3 separate regions of the Mus musculus genome follow, and regions 2 and 3 are each linked to region 1. A link is a contact called in public promoter capture Hi-C data. All regions are on one chromosome and are shown on one strand. Each heading gives the region's core, a stretch centred on a gene start, on an enhancer-like site or on the middle of the called end of the contact. The rest is flanking DNA. Distances are from core to core; before and after follow the strand shown.

Region 1 (3,930 bases), core at 984-3,483:
GAGCCAAGCCAAAGAGGCACAGAAATGGATTGCCCGAGGGAAACCATGGTTTCTAAAATGCTGGACCGCCTGCATTTGGAGGAACCCTCCGGACCAGTTCCTGGAAAATGTCCTGAGAGGCAAGCACAGGACACATCAGTTGGGCCTGCCACACCAGCAAGGACATCTTCTGACCCCGTGGCTGGCACTCCTCAGATTCCACATACTTTACCCTTCAGAGGCACAACACCTGGGCCAGTCTTTACTGAGACTCCCGGTCCTCACCCCCAAAGGAATCAGGTGAGACACTGGCAAGACTAGAGCACACCCTCTTACCCAGGAGAACTGCACGGTGATGAGATTAGGCTCTTGAATAGAAAGCCTGAGAGCTCTGTGTTGTTTGCAGGGAGATGGAAGACACGGCACTCCTTGGTATCCCTGGACCCCACCGAATCCAATGACAGGTACCCATTCTTCATTCTCTCTTGCTCTCCCCGCTCAGCTCTCCCATCACCTTCCTCCTCAGCACTTATCTATAGACATGAGTTACTCTGGAGGTGGGAAGGAATGACTAGAGATCATCTAACCCGATCTGCCTCGTTTAAGACGAGGAACATGACATCCACTAGGAGAGGATCCCACTGAGGTCACACAACGAAAGAAAGTCGGGATTGGCTGACTTTTCCCAGCACAGAGTCTGTGAGCCCCCACAGTTCCTTTATTGATAAGCAAGTCCAGAAGGTCTCCCATCAAAGACACCCAAACAGCAGGCACTACTCTTTGAGCTTCTACAAGACTAATTCTGAAGAGGCACAGCTCATACTGGGACGCAGTAGCTAGCAGGTGAAGACCCTGCATTTGCATTCCCCAGGGAGATCACAAGGTGTCGCTGCCCCTTTCCCCAAAGTGCTTGTCAACTTCATCTTTCTAACCTCTGAACCCTCTCACCATCACCTCCTCCTTTCCTCTTAAAGGGCCACCGGCTCTCGTCTTCAACAACTGTTCTGAAGTGCAGATTGGGAACTACAACTCCTTGGTAGCACCACCAAGAACTACTGCCTCAAGTTCGGCCAAGTATGACCAAGCACAGTTCGGCAGGGGTAGGGGCTGGCAGCCCTTCCACAAGTAGACTTCAGAGAATCACTGCAAGAGCCTGAAGTGTGCCATTCAGCGTGGCAATAAAAAGCACGTTTTAAGCAACCTGGACTGGCTAAGACAGTCCTTGCCACTTCCTGAAGCTCACAACATTCTGTGAGGACAGTTGGACCTACACCCAAACTGACTCTTGACCCATCTCCTTAAAGTCAATAAACATAGCATGTTAACTGTGAGAGAGTCTGAGGTGTCAATCCAGGGCATCAGGGATGGACAGCCAGGAGCTGGCTACCCTGGAGGGGGGGGGTGAGGTGTGTGTGGGGGGAGTTGGTGCTACAGGAAAAGGGGACCTGGGGACCAGATATTGAGATATAGGCCACCTCCTGGCTCATAAGGTCAGGGTCCAGCTGGTGGCAGGAAGGAATCAGGGGCTCTGCTCTCTAATGCTCCAGTCTCAGGGTAGGGTACTTCCTCCAGAGCTCAGGGCTGATACCACCCTAAGCCTAGGCTGACAGGAGAAAAGTTCTCCCTTTTCTCCTTGATTTTGAGCACTGGGTTTTGGGGCCCTGGTGAAGGAAGGTGTCTCAGGAAATTCGAAGGCACCCCAGGCTTTCTAGACCACCACACACCTGCTGCACAGACCTCCTGCACCTTGCTTTCCTAGGCATGGCAGCAGGGTTTTTTGTTTGTTTATTTGTTGTTTTGATTCTCTGTATCCAAGAATTGATAACTATATCCAACAAAAAGGAACACCAACTCAAGGAGCTGAAAATGGCCAGACAGTTCACACTTGGCCACATCAGAGGGACCAAGAGTGAACGGGAAATGTCACTCCTGACCTCGCCCACACCCCGGCCCCAGCTGGTACCAGGACACCCCCCCACCTCCCCGCTTTCTCCCAGGCTTTCCTTGGCCTCCCCACTTCCAAATGTTGTATCCTTATCTTGTCACATCCCTTTGTCGTCCCCTTACCCCGTTACCTCGTGTTTCTCCCACGGCCCACCTGCTCATCGACATCGTCGTCGTCGTTAAAGAAAGAGAGAAGGTGATGATTAGAGAATGCAATCTGAGCATGGGAAGCAGCCAGGGGAGTCAGGCTCCAGAACGGGAAGGGGCTGGGCTGTATCGCGGGGAAGTGGGAGGGGGCCTTGGCGCCAAGAGGGAAGTGCCAGTCGCCCGGCAGGCCCTGAGCCACTAGCAAAGCAGCGAAGGTGAGTAGTAGCCATCCCACCCAGGTTCCCTCCTGGAGCCTAGCTTTGCTGAGAGAACTTCTGGAGCTTGACCCAAAGCGGTGAGTCTGCGGCACCTTCTTCTCAGCTCCAGCCAGGACACTAGCACGGTATGGTTTGTGGGAAGGATAAAGAAGTCCTGTCACAGCTGGGAGCCCTGTGAGAGAGCACTTAGCAGGGAACCCTATTGCTGCTGAAAGCTTAGTGGCTTGCCCGAGAGTGGCTTCGGGAGAGATGGGAAAGCGCGGTGGTCCGGGCCAGGTTATTGACTCAGCGCCCTGTGATCCCTAGGGCAGGGGCTCCGGGCTGGGGCGGGGAAGACCATGGCCCGCCTCTTCAGTCCCCGGCCTCCTCCCAGCGAAGATCTCTTCTACGAAACTTACTACAGCCTGAGCCAACAGTACCCACTGCTGATACTGCTTTTGGTCATTGTGCTCTGCGCGCTGGTGGCACTGCCCGCCGTCGCCTGGGCCAGCGGCAGGGTAAGATGGGCTAGATGTGGGAGCTCTAGGCAGGGGCTGCCTCGGGCTGGGGACATTTGAAGATCTGAGATTTGCGAGGTCTTTTAGTTAATAATGTCTTTGCTGGGAACCAAAAACGAAGCGTTGAACCTCGTCATGAATTGTGACTCTGGTTACATGTGACAGAGCTCTCCACCCTCTAAGCTTAGTCTCTGGGTCTATACTAGGACGTAAGTGAGTCCCGAATGCTTCTCGCTGTGTTCTATTGGTTCTCGAGTAAATCCAACACCGGATTTTCCATTTTTCCAGAGAGGAAACTCTACTCATGTCCCTGGGGAGAGTCATTTCCTGACTTTTTCTCTATCCAGATTTGGGAATGTGGGGCTGCTAGCTGTGCCCACAGACTTCCAAAAGATAGTTTTTGCCTTCCTCCATCTTTTTTTGTTTTTGTTTTTGTTTTTTCGTTTTTATTCTGGGCAAGAAAGGGGAACTATTCCACTCTGGGTTTCCCTTTCACTCCTGGGAGGAAAGGTGGGGCAAATGACTGGGAACTAACCCTTGTCTACCCCAAGTCCTGAAAGAGGAGGGACGAGAGGTAGGGTAGTACTGGGGCTTATAGGTTAGAGGAAAGGCAGCCACTCAGAACTCAGTGCTGGGGGGGGCGAGGGGTTGCAGAAACTTGGGCTGCCCTGGTAGACATTTGTCAAGTTTAGTGGTTTGGCTTCAGGAGAAAGGAATTCTTTCTCCCAAGCAAATTAGCCATTTGGATGACATTCACTCCGAAAGCCAAGCGATGCCACCGTTCTCCTTTACCTGTGGGGATAGCCGGGCAAGTCTAGAGTCCCTTGGCTTGAGAGATAGGGACAGGAGGACCAGGAGCTCAAAGTTCTCAGCTGCAGTGAGTTGGAGGCCAGCCCAAGCTACATGAGCCCCTGCCTCCAAACTAAATAAGCAAACAACAAACAAACAAACTCTAACACACCTGCAATGTAGAAGAGCACAGGCTTGCAAATAGCCAAGAGTAGCCCGGCCTCCTGGGTAGCTCTCCCTCGTCCCATGCAAATGTCTGAGATATATTAGGTGGAGCCAGGTGACACTGCTGACCTCTGTGGATAAAACAGTAGGGTTTTAGAAATTTCTCTTGGCTTGATCTAATGTGAAAAACA
Region 2 (3,930 bases), core at 817-3,316, 190 kb after region 1:
GCATACAATACCTTGGGCAGAGGGGCGGGGGCCAGGAACAATCTCCCTCAGAAGGGGGTGAAACTCTGAAAGCTGCAGCATCTGAGAAAGCAAGCGGAGCGTGGGCAAAGTGCTGGGGGCACAGAATCCCATAAACTCAGCCCCCCCCCCCCCCCCCCGTGTTCCATGAACAACACCCTTCCTGCCTTCCTTACACCATCTTCAACGCTCTCTCTTAGCAGCTGGTCCAGTGCATTCTGTCTGGGATGAGTATTCTGCAAACAAGATGATGAAAAGAATTCCCACCTTGAACAACGTTCTCCCTGTAAGCCCTGATCTCCTAACATTCCAGAGGGAGAAAGTGTAACAGAAGCTTCCAGGCTGGCTGCTGCAGCAACAGAATTTCCCTGCACGGGGGTGGGGGTGTCTCAACGTGCCTTGGGGCTCCCAGTCAAGTACTTAAAATCCTTAGAATCAGAAGGTCATCTCACCTGCAACAGCAAACTGAGCTCGGTGCGAAGCAGCAGTACTTCTAGTGTGACAACAGCAACCTGGTATTCATCTGGTTCCTCCTGCCCTTCGGGGAAACTCAATCCATCTGGGCGCTCCTCAGTATAGCCATACAACCGTAGTACATCCCGGCCACCCTGGCACACATTCAGGACCCGGTCACCATCTAACAGACCTCCTAGGCAATAGAGCTGGTCCCCCACTCAGCACACCCTCAAGCCTTTCTGGTCAACCCTAAGCACAGGTCTAGTCCCCTTCTCCGATAAGGTCCAAGAGTTTCACCTGCACAGCATCCACCGTGCTGCGAAAGACGGGGTTATTAAACTTCACTGAGCGCCAATACCGGGGCCGCTGCGGGCTGAGGAGGTTGCGACCATATTTTTCCAGGATGTTCAGGGCCGTGGATAGGGTGTTGAGGTAGTTTCGAGGCTGGGAGCATTCAGAAAAGCAGAGTCGTGAGCCTAGCCCACCTGGCCTCTGAGCCTAGGTCCCCTTCCATGGAGCGCCGGGCGGGCTTGACCTCACCTCCCCATGAGCGTTGCAGCGGACCAAGCGTCCGGCGTCCAGCTGCAGGTAGCGGGCGGCTGGTGGCAGAGAGGTGGCCAGAAGCGGCATGAGCTGCTCCAGGGGAAAAACCTGCGCAGAATCCCACCTCAGGGCGCTCGCCAGCTCCTCGCGGGCCGCCAGGAAGCCTCGCTCCTCGTCTCCCGGCATCCTGAGACTGGAGACAGGCTCAGCTTCTCTGCCCTCCAGGGGCTGGCGCAGGTGCGCGCGGCGCCACAGCAGCCCGGGTCACTTAAGCCACCGCCCCGCTCAGCCCCATCCACGGCCAGGGTTACCGGGAACAGGAAGTCCTGGCAGAGAGGGCGGGACTGTGGGCCACTTTAGAGGAAAAGGAGGGTTCGGAGTGACGGTAAAGCTGAGATCAGGAAGGGTGGCCAGGTCGCCGCCAATGAAGAAGCCGCGGCCCGGGCTCCTCCCATAATGCTACGGAACCTTTTCCTTCCGAATCAGGCTCTCTTCTTCGCCTTCCCTTAAACTATCCCGCCCCTTCCGGAGGGACCCACCTCCCATGCGAGGGGTTAATTTTGCCCAGAGCTTTGCTATCTTTATTTCCATAGTGTTGGTTCTGTTCCATTCCCCGGCGGGGAAGTCCCACCTTATCGGGGACCGGCTCTGGCTGCCCTTAGCCCGGCTCAGGCGGGCTCCTCCCTTCTCTAGTCTGTCCTGAAGGGAAGGCAGTCCCGCTCGTCCTGCTCCCTTCCATCTTGCCAGGCTTTCCTCCTTCTTATCCTTCCTACTCTCTCGGATCCTACTTGGTCCCCTCCTCAGTCTAGCGTCATGGAACCCCACCTCTGGGTACCCCCTTTCCTATTGTCCCACCCTCTCTCAGTCCAGTACTTCCCCTGGACGGTCCATACTATAAGCTCCGCCCTTCTCGAGAGGCCGCCTCTATTTGAGTCTCCGCCGTCCCACGCTTTCCTAGCTCCTCCCTTGGACAGCCCCTGATGATGAAGCCAACACCGCCCTTCCTAGTGGCAACTAGCTGGGAATGGCTGAGGGGGTACTACTCACGGTTGGTGGCCGGCCAGGAGGAGGAGAAAAAAGGGAGGGGGCGTGGCTGAGGGGGGTGGGTCTGGGCCTGGAGAGTGAAAGCGAAAGCTGGGGCTGCTAGCCCAGGCTCGAGAGCTGCCAAGTGGGGGGAAGCATGGCCAAGCCTTGTGGGGTCCGCTTGAGTGGAGAAGCCCGAAAACAGGTAAATGGGAACCGAAGCCAGGAAGGAGTGAGAAGTCCTAACGGAGATAAAGCTCGGTGCTCCTGGGCACCAATGGGGCCTTGCGAGCGAACTCCACCGGCCTCTCTTTCTTTAGGGCTTTCTTTCACTTCTGCTCAGGGATTGCCAGTGCCGTGTCCTCGAGCCAATCTGTGCACTGAGCAGGCTCCTCCAGGGGGAAACTAGCTTTGTGGGACAGGTTTGGGCTAGAGTTGGAAGGCACCTAGGTTGGGAGTGGGCCCTTATTCTATACAAACTAAACCCTAACCAGCATCCGGCTACTTCTGTCTGTGCAGGTGGATGTCTTCAGACAAAATCTTTTCCAGGAGGTAAGTCTCTGAATTCAGTCGATGTAACCCAGAGTCTTAGTGCAGAACTCTAGGGCCACAAGCTCTGAGTAACCCACCAGTTCACCTTAATTTTGGTGTCTCCGAACCTTCATGCTTACTCAAGGTGAACTGCAATGATTTGTTTCTACTTGTAATCTGATCAATCTTAGAACTCTTAACTGCTTTTGCCACTCCCCTTGAATGGAAAGGTAAAGATGTCGCCCAAAGGGAAAACCCCATAGCCCTACTTCTGCCCTTCATGAGATTGGGCAAGTCCCTTTATTTCCAGGGCTAGGGTTTCCTCATACGAGAGTCTTGAGCTCAGTGATTTCCATGGGCCAACTTCTGATACGTATCAACAAACCTCTTGCATGATTATTTTTGTAATGTAACTTGCAGGCTGATGACTTCCTCTGCACTTTCTTGCCACGGAAAATCATATCCCTGAGTCAGCTCTTGCAGGTGAGTAGTATAGACCCCTCTGCTCCATCTCCTGACACCTCTCATCACCCATCTGACGGGCATCAGCATGCTGGGAGCTGAGTGAGCCTGGCCGGGTGTGGTGGCACACACGTTTAATCCCAGCACTCGGGAGGCAGAGGCAGGCGGATTTCTGAGTTCGAGGCCAGCCTGGTCTACAAAGTGAGTTCCAGGACAGCCAGGGCTATACAGAGAAACCCTGTCTCAAAAAAAAAAAAAGGCTTGAGCCTGGGTTGGGAGGAAGAGAGATGGAAGGCTGTGTCTGGTGAAGGGAGGAGGCTGGGTAGTGTCTGAGAATAAATTCTACAGGAGGATTCCCTCAATGTGGCCGACCTCTCCTCCCTCCGGGCTCCTCTGGACATCCCTATCCCAGATCCTCCACCCAAGGATGACGAGGTAAGGCATTCAGTGTGCAGAGCCTGAACTCTAAGCCAGTGGCAACACCACCACAGTGTGGCAGCCTCCAAGACTGTTCTAAAGCTGCTTTCCTTATTTTGCCTTAGATGGAAACAGACAAGCAGGAGAAGAAGGAAGGTAATGGAGACCTGGTGAGGAGGGGGGAGGCTGGTGCAGGGATGTGGGTGACATAAAGGCCCCACTCTCATCTTTCTCTTAGTCCCTAAGTGTGGCTACCTCCCGGGGAACGAGAAGCTTCTGGCCTTGCTCGCTTTGGTTAAGCCAGAAGTCTGGACTCTCAAAGAGAAGTGCATTCTGGTGAGCCTGGGCCCTGGGGGAGGTGGGAAGAAAAGCACAGCACAGCTGTGGTCCAGTCAGAGATGCAGGTCTTCAACCCAGAGACCTAATATATAATAAGACTGGCTTTTGTGTCTTGGATATATATGGATGGATATGTGTGTG
Region 3 (3,930 bases), core at 410-2,909, 160 kb before region 1:
CTTAAGTAAAGGCAGCATCTCCTACTGACCCCCATTGCTTTGTAACTAATCACAATCCCAGCTTCCTGATCTTCAAACCATAATTGAACTCTGAAGTGCACAACATAGACAGCAGCCAAGGGAGGCAGCAGAGAAAGCAGAATTCTGGGAAACTGTAGCAGACAAAGAGAATGCAGGAAAATCATGGGATCGGTGTTTATGAGGTTGATGCCCTGCTGGGGACTGAACCTTATCTCCTCCCCCACCTACAGCCAAGCCAAGAGATATAAGCCAATGCTGGTGGACCTGAGCCATGGTGTTGTGGAGCCAGCTCCCTAGTTCTATATGACCTATCCCTCCGTTTTCAAGGACACAAGAGGAAAACCTTGCCTTGGGCTCTGGGGCTTGCTCTCACCGATGCAGAGCCGCCAGACAAGACATCTCCAGCTCCAGCTCCTCCTCTTCCCTGCTAGTGATGCAGGGTCAGAGGACAGCTCTCAGCATTAGCAAAGGAAAACACAGGACCTGCAGTTACATTCCCACCTAGGAACTAAACCTCCAGTCGGTCTCCAAGAGAAATGGCACTGCACTGTGTGGCCTTCTCTTCATTAGACTCCTTCTGAGTCCAGAGAAGCATCGAGAAGATACTTAAAATGTGTTTAACAGTTAATGGTAGAATGATCATGGTCTCAGTTTCTAGTCTACATTTGTAAACAGACAGTAGTGGTATTTCCCAGGGTAGTTTTAACAACAAAAGAAAAGGTGCTAACTCTCAGACAGTGACATAGTTTAGAACCATCCAGGCTTCTGGAGAAAACTGCCTACCTCATACCCATAACCCTAACTTCCTCTCACACTTACCAAGAATATTTCTCTAGGATGGTTAAGCAGAAAGGACCCTTAATTTGAAATCAGAAAGATCTAATTCTAAACCGTAAGAGCTAAAGGTCAGGTCAACAAATTGAAACAGTAATAAGTATTTGATGAGGTTGCTATGAAAGTAACAATGTTCCTAACGGAATGACACTAAATTGCATACACAGTCTGAGGAAATGGTCATGCCATCTCTTCTCTTTCAGGTTGAAGTCCCTGAGGTCCTATCCTAGACTTGGCTTCCTCCTTTAGTGTTTGTTGTTTTTTCTCTCTGTCTCTTCTTCAGGCAATAACCACAGGTTCCAAGAAAAAGAAATGCAAGCTAATGTCAGATTTTAGGTAACCCTTATTTAAGGAGAATGCTGTTCAAGTTTTAATAAATAGTGAAATAACATGGAATGAAATAGCATAAAAACTAACTGTGTATATTGTATTTCTTTCTTTACTTTTTAAATTTTCCATACATCAAAATATGATCATATCCATTTCCTAACTCAACCCCTGTACATGTCTATACATGTATATGTCCTTAGAGTCTTTTTCCAAAACACATTTCCTGGTGAGGGCTATAATAATCACAGCCTCTGTGCTCCTGGAGTCTCACTGCAAAGATTATCCTCTACCCAAGATTCTAGGGATCTATAACAAGTTGCCCTAACTAGGAAGGTAAGATCCCTTCATATTCCGTCCTGACACTCCTAACCCACACAGAGGCACAGTTGAGGACCTATCTGAGTATCTGGGATCCAAGAGTCCAGGCTTCAGTTTCACCTCTAGTAAAACAGTGGTATTCCCGGGGAGTGTCCAGTTATGAAGACAACTTAAAGAAGACGCCTTGACCACACAGTTCCTGTGATAACAGCTCTGCCACTCCCCTGCCCGCTGGGAGTAATAAGCCTAAGGCCCAAATATGAAGCCTGCAGCAGCCCTGAGGAGGCCCTCTGAGAGGATGCATCTTCTTACTCTTCATCTGCTGCTCCTTCTCCTGGGTTCCAGCACCAAAGCTGGTGAGTGCTGGGGTCGCTCCCTCTCCAATCTGCAGGGTCAGCTCCTAAAAGAACAAAGCTTAGTGTGTCATTTGGGACTCTCAAATGGGACTCATAGCCCTTCTCAAGACCTTCAGAGTGAAGTCTTCTTGTGGGATGTCCTGCCCATCCTTTAAGGCTGGCATGGTTTCTAGGAACACAGGTGCTTGTGCTGACTGACAGAGAATCCTAAAGTCATTGGGAGAAAGACAGATCCAGGATACCAGGCACATTCTCTTCATCTTTGAGTCCCAAGACAGAAGATCACCTTGTGATGTTGCTGTTCTGTGCCTCTGAGCAGGGCAGGGCAAGAGGAACCTGGACAGCATGTGCTGCAGGAAGGAAGATGGGCTAGGGACACAGCAGAGTGTAAAATATCAGAAGTAGGAGACTGCCTAAGTCTAAGGCAGGATTGGATCCTTGAGAAAGAAGTGACTTTGTGGCAGAGGGCGGGCTGTGGGTGAGAGGAGCTGACAGAGATGCCTGAGAGAAGTATGGCAGAGTTTAGGGCAAGAAGCCAAGGGAAGCCGCTCTCAACCTTTCCCCGACTGTGTACGAGAAAGAGAGCACCCATGCCTATCTCAGGTCGTGGGGTTCTGTGTTCTAGGAGAGATCATTGGAGGCACGGAGTGCATACCACACTCCCGCCCCTACATGGCCTATCTGGAAATTGTCACTTCTGAGAACTACCTGTCGGCCTGCAGTGGCTTCCTGATAAGAAGAAACTTTGTGCTGACTGCAGCTCACTGTGCGGGAAGGTGAGACAAGGCGCTGCTTATCCTTAATACGAAGTAAACCACGGGATAGCAACCTGGGACACATGCAAGTGGACCTGAGAGGGATCCTGAGCCTAGGTCAACTGACAAATGTCATTAAATAGATGCCATGAGCCTCAATCACTATAAATGCAGCTCCCCTCAGAGGAGAGAGAGGATTCTCCAATATGGCCCCTCCATGTCCCCTTAAACCTGGAAGATGCCCACAGCTCACTTGTCGGGATCTACCCAGTAGTTTTCTGGGGGTCTCTCCTTGCTATTTTCAAGAACACCGGCCATCAGTTCCAAGGTCCACAGCCCAACATTTTTAAGGAAGGAGGAACAAGCCCACAGGACCCTTTCTATTTCCTGAACTCCTGACTAGTTTTTGTTGTAGAAAATGGACCCCCTTCAAATTCTCCAAATTGGGGAGGATTAACCCTACCCCCAGGGCCTCCATTTCTTGCTCATTCCCCAGCAATTCCTGGGGAGCCAGCTCTGGGAAGTGTGTCTGCTCCAGAAAATACCCTTTCTCCAAGCCTTTTCTCTCCTGACTCAGGCCCAAGTGCAGGTATTTCCACATTGCTCTCCCGATTAAACACTGAGCCTGTCAACACCACAAGGAGCCCAGAAAGTGGGGATTGGAAGAGGCCCCTGACCCAGGGAAGAATTCCAGCCTTTTTCCAAAATACATTCATCTCTGAGCCTGTCACTGTCTCTGCTTGCCCTTTCTTTTTGTTGTTGCCAATGTTGGGTTTATTGGTGGCTTGCTTTTGAGGCACAGTCCCCTGTAGCTCAGGCTGGCCTCAAACCAACTATGTAGCTAAGGATGATGACCTTGACTTCTAATCCCCCTGCCTCCACCACCCAAGTGCAGAGATTATAGGCATGAACCACCATGCCAGTTTATACAGTGCTGTGCCTCAAACTCAAAGATTCCCGAATGCTAGGCAAGCACTCTACCCATTGCTCCATCCTCAGGCCCTATCCTTTCTCACAACAGGTCTATAACAGTCCTCCTAGGAGCCCATAACAAAACATCTAAAGAAGACACGTGGCAGAAGCTTGAGGTGGAAAAGCAATTCCTTCATCCAAAATATGATGAGAATTTGGTTGTCCACGACATCATGCTACTGAAGGTAACAGGCTTCTCCCTCCATTGTACTCCTGGAGACTTTTTCTTCTGGTCCCCATTGCCCTGAATATCCCTTGCCCTGCCTTGGACAGCACTCCCTCTTATTCCCCTGTTAGACTTGGTACGTTGCCTGGAACTACCCCCTAGTCCACAGCCCTGGCTA

Evidence for each region. Capture Hi-C pulls out chosen DNA fragments and counts their contacts.
Region 2: a promoter capture Hi-C map of liver shows a contact between it and region 1. The contact joins the promoter of Psme2 here to the promoter of Adcy4 in region 1. A contact is called at or near these places in 7 of 39 promoter capture datasets (the C10 cell line, embryonic stem cells, hematopoietic stem and progenitor cells and 3 more), 2 of 115 datasets of contacts at active chromatin or transcription factors (bone marrow-derived macrophages and epiblast stem cells) and 3 of 9 other capture datasets (adipose tissue, liver and macrophages).
Region 3: a contact with region 1 is called in a promoter capture Hi-C map of pancreatic islet. The contact joins the promoter of Cma1 here to the promoter of Adcy4 in region 1. A contact is called at or near these places in 15 of 39 promoter capture datasets (the 3T3-L1 cell line, the HPC-7 cell line, the SN4741 cell line and 10 more), 1 of 115 datasets of contacts at active chromatin or transcription factors (embryonic stem cells) and 3 of 9 other capture datasets (adipose tissue, liver and pancreatic islet).

The regions. Positions count from the first base shown.
Region 1 is chr14:55,782,375-55,786,304 of GRCm38.p6, reverse strand. It overlaps Adcy4 (adenylate cyclase 4), which reads left to right and starts at 2,233. Exons shown (of 26, transcript NM_001361604.1): 1 at 2,233-2,413; 2 at 2,595-2,785. The coding sequence starts at 2,627. Ripk3 (receptor-interacting serine-threonine kinase 3) reads left to right here. Exons shown (of 10, transcript NM_019955.2): 8 at 1-279; 9 at 386-443; 10 at 954-1,310. The coding sequence ends at 1,108. It overlaps Gm32092 (a long non-coding RNA gene), which reads right to left and starts at 2,226. Exons shown (of 5, transcript XR_874644.2): 1 at 2,055-2,226.
Region 2 is chr14:55,589,157-55,593,086 of GRCm38.p6, reverse strand. It overlaps Psme2 (proteasome (prosome, macropain) activator subunit 2 (PA28 beta)), which reads left to right and starts at 2,066. Exons shown (of 11, transcript NM_011190.3): 1 at 2,066-2,245; 2 at 2,560-2,592; 3 at 2,992-3,054; 4 at 3,382-3,468; 5 at 3,576-3,606; 6 at 3,689-3,786. The coding sequence starts at 2,198. It overlaps Rnf31 (ring finger protein 31), which reads right to left and starts at 1,345. Exons shown (of 21, transcript NM_194346.3): 1 at 1,015-1,345; 2 at 772-918; 3 at 471-626; 4 at 195-254; 5 at 12-81. The coding sequence starts at 1,203.
Region 3 is chr14:55,942,404-55,946,333 of GRCm38.p6, reverse strand. It overlaps Cma1 (chymase 1, mast cell), which reads left to right and starts at 1,659. Exons shown (of 5, transcript NM_010780.3): 1 at 1,659-1,859; 2 at 2,485-2,635; 3 at 3,636-3,771. The coding sequence starts at 1,802.